Linked DNA regions of Dromaius novaehollandiae: region 2 is linked to region 1. Evidence: chromatin contacts called from public Hi-C data. All regions are on one chromosome and are shown on one strand. Each heading gives the region's core, a stretch centred on a gene start, on an enhancer-like site or on the middle of the called end of the contact. The rest is flanking DNA. Distances are from core to core; before and after follow the strand shown.

Region 1 (5,776 bases), core at 7-2,506:
CTGTGTCCTACTAGACATTTTGTCAGGCTATGCCAAGAACATAGTTCTTTGCTGTCTTTTCATTTCCTCATCTTTAAAAGAAATAAAAGGCAGCTGTTGGATGTACACATAAGGGTATCATCCAAGTAAACTTTTGCATTTAACTCAAGTTTTGTTATTAAACATCAGCCTAGTTTATTTTCCATTTTTCCAAGTGAGACAAATGCACTTCAATACATGCACCAGTTCAAGACATATAAGCAAACCCCATGCTGATAATTTAGATACATTCTTATCACTGCAGGCTGTCATCGCTTGCTGTTTTAAAAAAAATCTGATATTTCAGTCAGAGCACAGTCTTTCCTAGCAAAGACTACCATCACCTGCAAGATTTTCAGTAGCACTATTAATGCTTCTTGTTATTCCTCCTCTGGATCTTCCTTAGCAGTAATTAAGTAATGTGCTTGCCACAGAGGACTTCATGCATGCTTGTAGATAGTGCTGGGAAAATGACAGCAATCTCTAAGGTTAGCAAGGGACTAAAAATAGATTGCAATATCTGGTGAGATTAAATAAGCTGCACTGCTCTAGAGAAGCCTGGGGGTTAGCACCTGTGTCATGTTAGTTATGCCTGAAAAGCTTAATGCCCATCCAGGTCCAGAGGTGGAAGAAGACATAAACGGGTATGGTGACAGGGAGAAGGAGGCTGTAGAAGCACAGGCTGCTGGTGCTGGCGCAGCCTTGCGGGAAGGTCTCATCCACGCTGGCCGAGTAGAAGAGGCCTGCCAGGGAGAGGAGGGGAACGAGCACGGTGAGGGTGGGCAGTGAGGGAAGCATGTTGCCCCGCTGGCCCTCAGGGCTGCTCCATGCCCTCGGCCACCGGCCTGGCCTTGGGCTCGGCCCGGGTTTTCCTCGCTGCCTCCGGGATCATGGTGGGGATGCCGTCGACGACGGGGTAGGCGATGCCCAGCTCCTCGTTAATGAGCTCGTTAGTGGACTCCTCGTACCTGCGCAAGCGATGCAAGACAAGAAACCTCAGCGGCCGTGAGGTGCCCGGCCCTGCCCTCGGCGCCCGCCCCGGGCCCCGGCAGCCGCGCCGCTCACCTCAGCGGCCGCTTGGAGAGCGGGCACACCAGGAAGCGCAGCAGCGACGGCTCCAGCGGCTGCGGCCGCGCCGGGCTGTGTCCCGCCGCGCCGTCGCCGCTCGCCGCCCGCCGTAGCAGCAGCGCCGCCGGCCGCCCGCCGCGCAACATGGCTGCCGCGCCGCTTCCGGTGCGGCCGCCCAGGCGGCCCGGGCTCCGCTGCGGCGCGCGCGGAGGTTCCGCCGCTCGGCGGGGCCGCGCCGCCCCCGGCTACAAGTGTCCGGGTGCCCGCAGGTGACCTTCGTGGGCGAGGAGGGGATCGACGAAGGGGCGCTGTCCCAGGAGCTCTTCAGCGTCGCCGCCAGGGCCCTCTGCCAGCCCAAAGGCGGGGCCTTCCGCCACTTCGCCTCCCACCTCGTCTGGTTCCCCAGACAGGTAAGGGCGGCCCCCCTTAGCCCTTGCTCGTTGCCCCGCAGCCGTCGCGGAGGCAGCGGGCGACGTCTTCCCTTGTCTTGTTTTCTTTAACTAGGTGTCCAGCCGTGGTAATACCTTTTTCCTGATCGGGACCCTGTTCGGAATGGCCCTGTTCAACAAGTGCCTAGCCCCCTTTCCCTTCCCCCGAGCGCTCTACAAAAAGATGCTCCAGGTGGCGCCCACGCTGGAAGACCTGAAGGAGCTGATGCCTTCAGAAGGCAGGTACGGCCGCCGAACTGCCTCAGCCTCTGCTCTGAAATTACAGCCGAGGCGGGTTTCCTAACCCTGTGGCGTGCGCAGAAATCACAAAAACTGCACCGCTGTCCTAAACTGTTGTCCTGGCCCACATATCACAAAACTTCTCAGTCCCCTAAAGCCCAGCTTTCCAAGCAAGGTCTATAAACAACAAATGAGATGAGACCCTCCAGCCAGTGACCATGTTGAAGTGCAAAAAGGACTTCAGGAGATGAAACCAGAGGTTGCTTGCCTGAAGAGCTTTGAGAGTCACTGCACTACAAAATAGTTCTCCTAAATCATCCCATTGGTCCACATATAATTCTTTCCTAGATCATCTTTGGAAGTTTAAAGCTGCTGTCCAAGCCCACTTGCCATTGGACTTGCTGTGTAAAGTTATCCCCACAGGGAGTGGGAATGGACTTGCCTGAAATCCTTCGCAGTCAAGGCGCCTGCCCTGAGGTCATGGCAGCAGTGGGGCATAAGTATAGAGGTCAATTTAGGGCTATACATGATGGTGCTGTGTGAATACAAGTGTTCTGTGTGTGTATGCATTTAAATAGTGCTTGCCAAAGAATGGTTTTGCAGCACAATTTGAATGGGGGTTGAATGGTCTTTGAAGTATGTTTCTTCTCTCTTTTTTCCCTTTTTCTGTTAAAAGGAGTCTTCAGGAAATTTTGGATGAAGAACGTGACGATATCTTTGAGAGCCTGGACATGGACTTCACGGTAAGACATTATCAAGCCATTCAGACATGCTATGCGTTTACTTAGGCAAATCAGTATCGATATGAAAACAGCACAACTGATCTGTAAACTCATGCAGTACGAGTGCTGTGTCAGGCCCCGCAAAAAGGAAGAATGATAGATATAGCTCAGCTGGCAATGCTTTGATTTACTCGTGTAGATAACGGAAGAAGAAGGAAGCTCCACGGCTGTCATTGAACTTAAAAAAGATGGTACCAACATTCCTGTCACTAAGCATAACAGGTAGGCTTTATTTTTTTTATCCTGTTGTCTTTCATGAATATAGGAAATATCATACCTCTGTCTATCCCCATAGCCTTTTGGAAGTGTTTGGCATTCTGTTATAGGACAGGAGTAGGTTTCTCCCCTTTAGCTTTGAGCTGCAAGAATTTAGCGTTCCCATGGTTTTTTACTTGTGTCCTCCCTGCTAGAAATCTGTGCACCTGCTGTGCAAAGCATTTGCATGGTGACTGATACTCTTAGAAAGTGCTGAGCATCTGTGTTGTGTTACATACATGGGATGTATATTGCATATAACAGAAGGGGAGAAATCTATCAATAAGACATTGTGTCAGCATTTAACCCCCAACACAGGGGGACAGAGAGAAATTCTATGTCTTGAGTTATGCAGTTGGTCTGAGAACCCGTATGGATCTATGAAGGGGCTGTTCAGAAAGCTTAAAGTATACCATTTACATTGGGTTGATTGTACAGAAGTGCAGTGTCACCAAATGATTCCCCATCATGAATAGAGAGAAGTGAAATTGTACTGATTAGTAGCTGCGTGAATAATTCTTTTGATTCCAGGATAATTCTTTGGCTTTCAAAATGAGTTTCGCTGGATTTACACCATTTTTGTCTGCTGGGTTCTGTCATAATAGTGGAATGACAGATACGAAGTATGAGGAATATTACCAAAATGAATCCATCTTGGCCAGCATTCTCTTTTATTTGCGATGATCTTACCAGCTTAATTCGGTGAATGAACAGTTGCCAATGATGACTGTTGTCAGTAAAGACAATGTAAAGCAGGTCTTAATGTGCAGCACATGCCCCTGGCCATGTCCAAGGAATAAAGTTCTATATATTTCTTCTTTTAAAAACATCATCTCTAACATTGCCTGTTTGAATCAAAATATCTTTGCAGGAAGGAGTTTGCTGACTTGTATGTGAATTATGTGTTCAATGAATCCATACAGAAGCCATTTGAGGACTTTATGCAAGGGTTTTTAAGAGGCTGCCCAGCTAAAAAGTGGAAGATGTTTCTCCCTGTAGAGCTCCAGACTGTTTTCGAAGGATACGCAAAATATGACTGGCATCGGCTGGAAAAGGTATTGGATACAAGCAGAGTGTATCTCTGCTCTATTTGCTGAGCATAAACTCTTTCTGTCCTGTTCTTTTGTTGATTGCATATGTCATAAACACCAAAACAGGGCTCAAGGGACTCTCTTTTTTTTTTCCCACTTGTCTCATTTTTTTGAATCTACTTCTTATCTACACCAGCTACAAAAGTAAAAGTGAATAAAATTCAAATAATAGTTCAAGGATTGTCATATAAATCTTTAAAAAACAAACAAACAAGCAGATTCTAGAGAATAAGAGGATTTGAACATCTATGAAGAGGATTATAAAATATATTGGGTAAAATGTTGTTGCTTTAAATGAAAAAGGATTAACTGGCCAGTTTTATTCTCTTCAACAGTGTGTGAAGTACGTGGGTTATAAAAAGTCAGATCAAACCATCAAGGATTTTTGGACTGTGTTTCACGAACTCCCAGAAGAAAAAAAGAAAATGTTTCTTGGTAATATATCGGACACTTGAAACTGTTTTCTCGCCCTTTCTCTTCCCCAAAACACACATTTTAGATGCTTACACATGAAAAATACTGTCATTCCAAATGGCTTTTAGCCATGTCTTTCCCCCCATTTTCTAGTGAAAGCCAGAAAGAACTGACCCAGGGGATATGCACAGACTCAGTTTTGACCTCTCTCGAGCCTCACCTGAGTGCACCTGACACACCCATGAACCAAGTGATTATTTTATCACTTACTTCTGTGGATATCAGTTGTTGGTCAGAGGCCTCAGACACCTACCTTGCGTGTGCTGACACAAGCAGTTGAGCTTTTTCAAAGGACTGCAGAATCTAGCCCATCCTTCTTAAATGCAGAAGGTCAAACGTAGCCTGGCTTTTCTTATCCACAAAGTCTCTACAAGTAAAAGTAAAACAGAGCTTATAAACTTTATGAATCACAAGTGACTCTTATATTCAAGTATAAATCTAAGAAAGAAAAATAATTAGCTTATGGAAATAACCATATGTTTACAGTAATTTTCTTCCCAGTTTTTCATCCTCTGATAATGTTATCTTTTTTTTAATCTACTAACTGGTTGTACTTTTTTTTTCCTCCCTCAGCTTTTTTGTCAGGATCTGATCGAATTTCTGCATATGGACTGGAATATTTTACATTTGTTATTAGAGATCCTGAAGGAGAAAATCCGGATACAAACTATCCTGTTTCCAATACCTGCAGACGCATTTTGTTTCTCCCCAGATACAGCTGTAAAAGAATACTCAAGAAAATGTTCCTCTCTGCCATAAAGCACTGTGAAAATTTTAGCTTGCCCTAACTTTTGGTTGGGAGTGCTTTAAAGCAAAAATAAGCAAACAGAAAATTCAGTCTTTGTCTCACCTCTAATATTTGTTTCTTAGTACTTATGATGTGCTGGTTTCTCCTTATATCATCCCTTTTTTTACTGCACTTTATATAGACACTTGTGTGCATTCCTGAGGTTGTATATTTATTATAAAAATGAGCTTAGATCAGATGCCTGATTGTTAGATGATTAAAGTTAGGAAAGAAGAATCCTATTTAACATGCTTTCACGAAGCAAGTTGGTAAACATATCTGTTTACATATATGTCCATCCTCTCTGCACTGTACTGATATTGTTTAGTTGGTGACCTTTCAGCAGCCTGAGATTTTGTGATTTCTACATCACCAACAATCATACTGTCAGTGTATGCTAACCAATAATAGTTTCAAGAGGAAGGCAGGGTAAAGTTTTCATCCATATTAATGATGGATTTTCTTAGGGAGCAGTTATTTCTAAGGAGACCTGTTCTTGAAAACTGTGAATTGACTGAGCAGTCATTACTTACTGGTATATTGCCTTTGACCTACCTGAGAGAAGTTCTCAGGATAAGGATTTGAGTGTTCCTTGACTTGGTCAAAAGCCTTATTTTTAAAGTATTAATGGAC
Region 2 (5,247 bases), core at 1,574-4,073, 220 kb after region 1:
CACTGAACCACCAGCTTTCACCATGACTGTGGTTACAAGAAAGGTGTGTTGCATGGGGAGCACTACTACTTCTGGTACCGCAGAAATGAGGTGAGACATGCTGTGGTATTTGACTGCAAGATGCTCCCTATCCAGGGAACCTTCACTGTTTTCCTGTAAGCAATTTACAAAAGCCCTCAGAAAAAAGAAAGAGGGAAGAAAAAAAAACCAAAAAAACCCAAGCAAACAGTCATGCTTATCATTAAGAAGGAAAAATCTCCAAAAACCCAACAAAAAAACTTTGTATGAAAGACTCCCATCATGCTATTTCATGTTGTCTGGCTCAGGTGTCATATCAAACCACCACATGTCAAAGTCCCACACTCAAGCAGCAATAGCAAGTTCCACCAGAATAATTTTGTGTTTTTCCATGTTGCTGACAAAGACAACATTGCCTTCTGCTGTCTCCTCCATTTGCTACCTCCAAGACATTTTGTACTGCATGGACAGCACTACTACGTGCGGAATATTTATGCAACTATCATAAATGCATCTAGAGCCACAAGGGCTCAAATCAGAGCATGCATGTTGCTAGAGACAACTGAAAGCTTGTGAGAGCTACCAGTTGAGTATCACTAACAAAGGTTTATACGACGTATCATGCCTATCTAGCTTCAGTCACACAGATGTTTACAAGCCAACACAGATGTTTCCTATAGTTCTCAGCTATACTGTTATCATCTGTGTGCAAGAAATGCTTGATGGCTTTTTAAAATACCTATCTTTTAAGGAGTGCCAAGAGAATACTTTGTCTGGCTGAGATACAGACCTACATCATCTACTCTCCAATTCCATGTAATAGACAGAAGCTCATGCAAAAACACTGTAAAGCACTAATAAATCATGCTATGAATAAAACAAGGAAAAAAATCCGTATTTTCACTCCCACTTGTTTACAAATAAGAAGTTTAACCTCAGATGTTGAAACGACATTCCCAGAGGGGAAGAACAGCTGGGGTAGTGTTAGAAGTTCAAAGAAATTTCCTCATGCCACTGCTGTGAACAAACCCCATTATCTCTACTATGCAATATATTGCTTCAACCTATTATTCATTGTTTCCACTGTGACATCAGAATTCAGCATTTATTTCATAACAGCCCGCATAAAAACAAGCTGCTGTGAAATAAATGACTACAGGCAGCTCTAGTATCCTTGAACATAACTCCATCCTTTCATGGCTAACTCAACTGTAGAGGCCCAAAGGGAACAGAGGTGTACCCTTGGTGCCCTCGCCAAGGCTGTGCATAAAGATGTAACGGGACATACTTGAGCGGTTGGCACTGTGTAAGAGCTGGCAGTTGGAGAAGAGACAGGGAGACAGATCAAGAAGCATGCAAGAGCAGCTGGAAATTTCCACACCAACATTTGGTTGACAAGTTTCCCTACAACCATATAACTACCTAGAACTTCTCATCCAAACAGCAGTAACAAGAAAGCTTTTCTTAAAATATATATCATCCATCTCAAGACAGCTGTATAAAGTATTACTGACATAGTCTGGCTCAATAACGTATTAAGTCTAAGGATAACGAGCTAAGCAAGAACATAGATATCAAATAACTATGCACAAAATTAATGTACACTTAAGCAGCTGGGTTACCAGCCTACCAAATCAATGAAACAGAGACATAAATAATAATTACAAATTATTAAAAACAATATGTAGTTAGGTAAGCCTGAATAAGTGTCAAAGTTAAACATGTCAGTGCAAAATTGCTTGGCATCTGAGGATTTGGTAATCCAAATAATTTTCCTGTGCAAAGGAACACTATCATTGCAGAACTACCATAATTTAGGTTACGATCAAAAGATAGGGTTTTAAAACAGTAACACAATGCCAACCGCAAGAGTGCTGCTAGTACCACATTAGCTCCAGGTTCATAACACATTAACATGGGCTAAACTGCAAGGGTCATGGTAGAAAAGAAGCAAACGAACGAAAACTTTTGGATGTTTGTTTGAAGTTCAGTGCCATCATTTACAACAGCTGTTGCACAGATCACATGTGTATCTCAAACAGCAAGTCTTCCACAGAAAAAAAACACACTGAAAATGTACACATATAAAACCCTAGTAACTTTATCTGGATACACTGGTCTCAATCAGTATCACAACCACCAAACCAAAACATGAAAAAATACAAAACCAATCAGGCTGTTGCACTTGCCTTTTGTTACAGTAAGTGATGACTACTTCAATATAAAAGAACCACCTCCCACCTCCTCCAACTGAAACCATATCACAGCAAGGGGTTTTGCCTGGACAAATCACTATACCTGTTTGAAGTCATGCTAAAATTAAGGCAGCTGTAGAAGAATACAGGGGACCAAAAGCATGAAGCACATTGCACAATTCCCACCTAAATGCTGCACAAGTTACCCTGTAGCCTAACTGTCTTCCCAGGAATCCAACTCTTAAGCAATAGCCAAGAGGAAAAAAACAAATCACCTAGAAAAGCTGCTAAGTTAAAGTCTGCCTGAAGCAACCACAGGCCTGAGAGCCTATGAGGGCAGCCATTTCCCCAGACTCATGGCAGATGGGCTCTGTGAGATTTAGCAGGGGTGGTTTCAAAAGGTCACATCCCACAGAGACCTACCTTACTTGCCTGCCAAAAGCTGCCTTACTCCTCATGATGGCAGCAGGTACGAGCGCAGACCAAACCCACAGCTGTTGGTGTTCACATTCATTCCTTGCAGTCCTGACCAGAGTGGGGGTTAGGTAATCAGCCTCAATATTAACTGCTGAGCATGGTATATGGAGCATATGCCTTTTCCCCCTTCCCTGCTGCAGGAAGGGGTGCACATAGCCCAGGCCAGCAAGAGGACTTATACTGACCCTGCTAAACATGAGGGGCCCCACGTAGCACCGACCTCGGCAGGGGTGCACGCTGGGGTCTCCAAAGGCTGTCCCCTCCGGGGATCCCAGGTGCCGGCACACCGCGGGTGAGGGCGGTTTCCACTGACAAACCAACCCACCCGTGGGCACAGCCAGCTGCTCACACCAATTGGCACTAGCTCCTCCAGAGAATAAAGTCCAGCTTCAGCAGCAGAACAAATATGAATTTGAAACCCCCCTCTCAGCCCGGTCTCCATTAGAGGCTTTTAGGCAAACTGAAGGGAAGGCGGCCACAGTCCCCCGTCCTGTACATGGCGGAGCCGCGCGCCGCGGCCGTTAACGGCTCCGCGCGCGCCGCGGCCGTTAACGGCTCCGCGCGCGCCGCGGCCGTTAACGGCTCCGCGCGCGCCGCGGCCGTTAACGGCTCCGCGCGCGCCGCGGCCGTTAACGGCTCCGCGCGCGCCGCGGCCGTTAACGGCTCCGCGCGCGCCGCGGCCGTTAACGGCTCCGCGCGCGCGCCGTCCTCGCGTTTCTCCTCACATGGCGGCGGCGGCGGCGCCCCCTGGCGGCCATTATCGCAGCGGCAGCAGGGCGCCCCAGGGCTTGTTTTTTTTGGTTTGTTTTTTGTTTGTTCGGTTGGTTTTTCTTGGAAGAGGTCAAAATTCAGAAGCAAAAATTTGAAGAAAAAAAAAAAGAAAGAAAGAAAAACGCTGTCCCCCGCCCAGCCCATCATGAGAGAGGATTTTTCAACCACAGATTTTGAAGTGCGTGCCTCTGTATTTAAAAAAACAAAAAACAAAACGGCAGAGGTCGGTGACGCTGTCAGCTGGCGTCTGTGCCTGTGGCCTGCCTTGCCACCCATGCTGGCAAGGCCTGGCGTCCCCCTTGACCCTTCATGCTCTGCCTGGGACAGCGTCAGCATAGGCGCAAATTAAAGGAAAAATAAAGTTCTCCGAGAAGCCTGGCAAAACACTGCCTACCCCCCCCACCCCGATCCAGTTTAATCAGCCTTCAACATATCTTCACTTGTTAATGTAAGCATATGCCCTTAACACTCCATAGATCAAGATATACTGGATTTGAGAGTCAAATTAAGGATGACTTTCCCCCAATGTTGTTCTTGTAAACAAAATAGATATTTTAAAATATCTAAAACTAATGTAAATGCTTTTTTGTTGTTGTTGTTGTTTTTAATACCAAATACACAGTGTTAACTTTTCATTCTGTATGAAAACCAGAAGATGAAGGGGAATAGAAATTACCTCGTTTTTAGGTTGCAATGGACATTGGTGAACTTATTTCATTGTCCAAACTGAGAAATGCAGAAAGCTGCTGTGCGTCTTAGGAGGGAGGAAAAAAAAAAAAAAGATTTTGAGAACTCTTTCACCAAAAGAAGATGCATGGCTTTGTTCTGCAGTTCATTTCCAATGTAAATCCCACAAAACCAGCAGGATGAATTTTGCATGCCTTCACAATCTCTTCGAGACAGGGGAAAGTACAGGGAGAAGGAGAAATCTGGTATTAAAGCTATGATCATAATGTAAAAACCAAGTTCTTGTTCTTGAAACACAATTTACAGTTTAATCAACCCTGAATAATGTTGTTCTGCAGTTCAACATTTCCTTTTTATCTATGATATCCCACTTGACTTTTCATAGAATGCCTTTAGCTAAGGTTAATATTTGTTGGAGGCAGACATTACTGCATGTCGCTACTCTCCATGCAAAACTGAATAACCCTAACACTTCATCAGATAAATGGAAAACACAGAGGAAAGTAAAAGAAAACATAGATCCAATCAGTGGTGGTAGATAGGAAAAGCATTTATAAATAAGACTATTTTTGCTTGCAGATAAACAGTGAGGAGTATCCAATACAAATACACCAATATAGTGTTTGTTTAGGGGCAGATTTCTTACAGTTTAGAACTTCTGGCAAATTTGAAGTTTTCTTCCCTCCCGCCCTCCCTCCTCCCACTCCCCCATAACTATACACACTTTTATTGATGTGCTACTATGAATTATCTCTGTAGGGCTCTCACTGAGATTTACACATCCTGGAGCAGACCTACAGGAGTGATTAAAGCCATTAACGAAGATATTAGTGGCTACAAACCGGTGAAGGGAGGATGTATCACCTCATAAAATAGATGATGCAAAATGGGATTGCCAGGTGCTCACATCCACTTTTAGCCCTTTGCATGCATGTAAGTGGTGGTAAGACCTACCAAAATGCTGACCAAACGAATGGCTGAGTATGCTAAACACCTGCCTTTACCTAGCAGGAATGGGAGCATTCATTATAGAAACATTAAAAAAAAAAGAAATACATACACTGGAAAAGATTTCAGCCAAAAGCTATTAGGGACTGCC

The links. A called contact is a pair of places that touch in the nucleus more often than the background predicts.
Region 2: a contact with region 1 is called in a Hi-C map of brain, with 2.8 times the contacts expected there. The contact joins the promoter of FAM13A here to the promoter of PYURF in region 1. A contact is called at or near these places in 2 of 4 Hi-C or Micro-C datasets (brain and ovary).

What each region holds. Positions count from the first base shown.
Region 1 is chr4:13,690,575-13,696,350 of bDroNov1.hap1, forward strand. It overlaps PYURF (PIGY upstream open reading frame), which reads right to left and starts at 1,257. Exons shown (of 2, transcript XM_064510454.1): 1 at 1,084-1,257; 2 at 694-986. The coding sequence starts at 1,232. The coding sequence ends at 833. LOC112993886 (E3 ISG15--protein ligase HERC5-like) reads left to right here. Exons shown (of 23, transcript XM_026117871.2): 17 at 1,356-1,496; 18 at 1,591-1,757; 19 at 2,431-2,497; 20 at 2,676-2,758; 21 at 3,663-3,846; 22 at 4,218-4,317; 23 at 4,930-5,776. The coding sequence ends at 5,144.
Region 2 is chr4:13,912,045-13,917,291 of bDroNov1.hap1, forward strand. It overlaps FAM13A (family with sequence similarity 13 member A), which reads right to left and starts at 2,824. Exons shown (of 23, transcript XM_064510460.1): 1 at 2,637-2,824.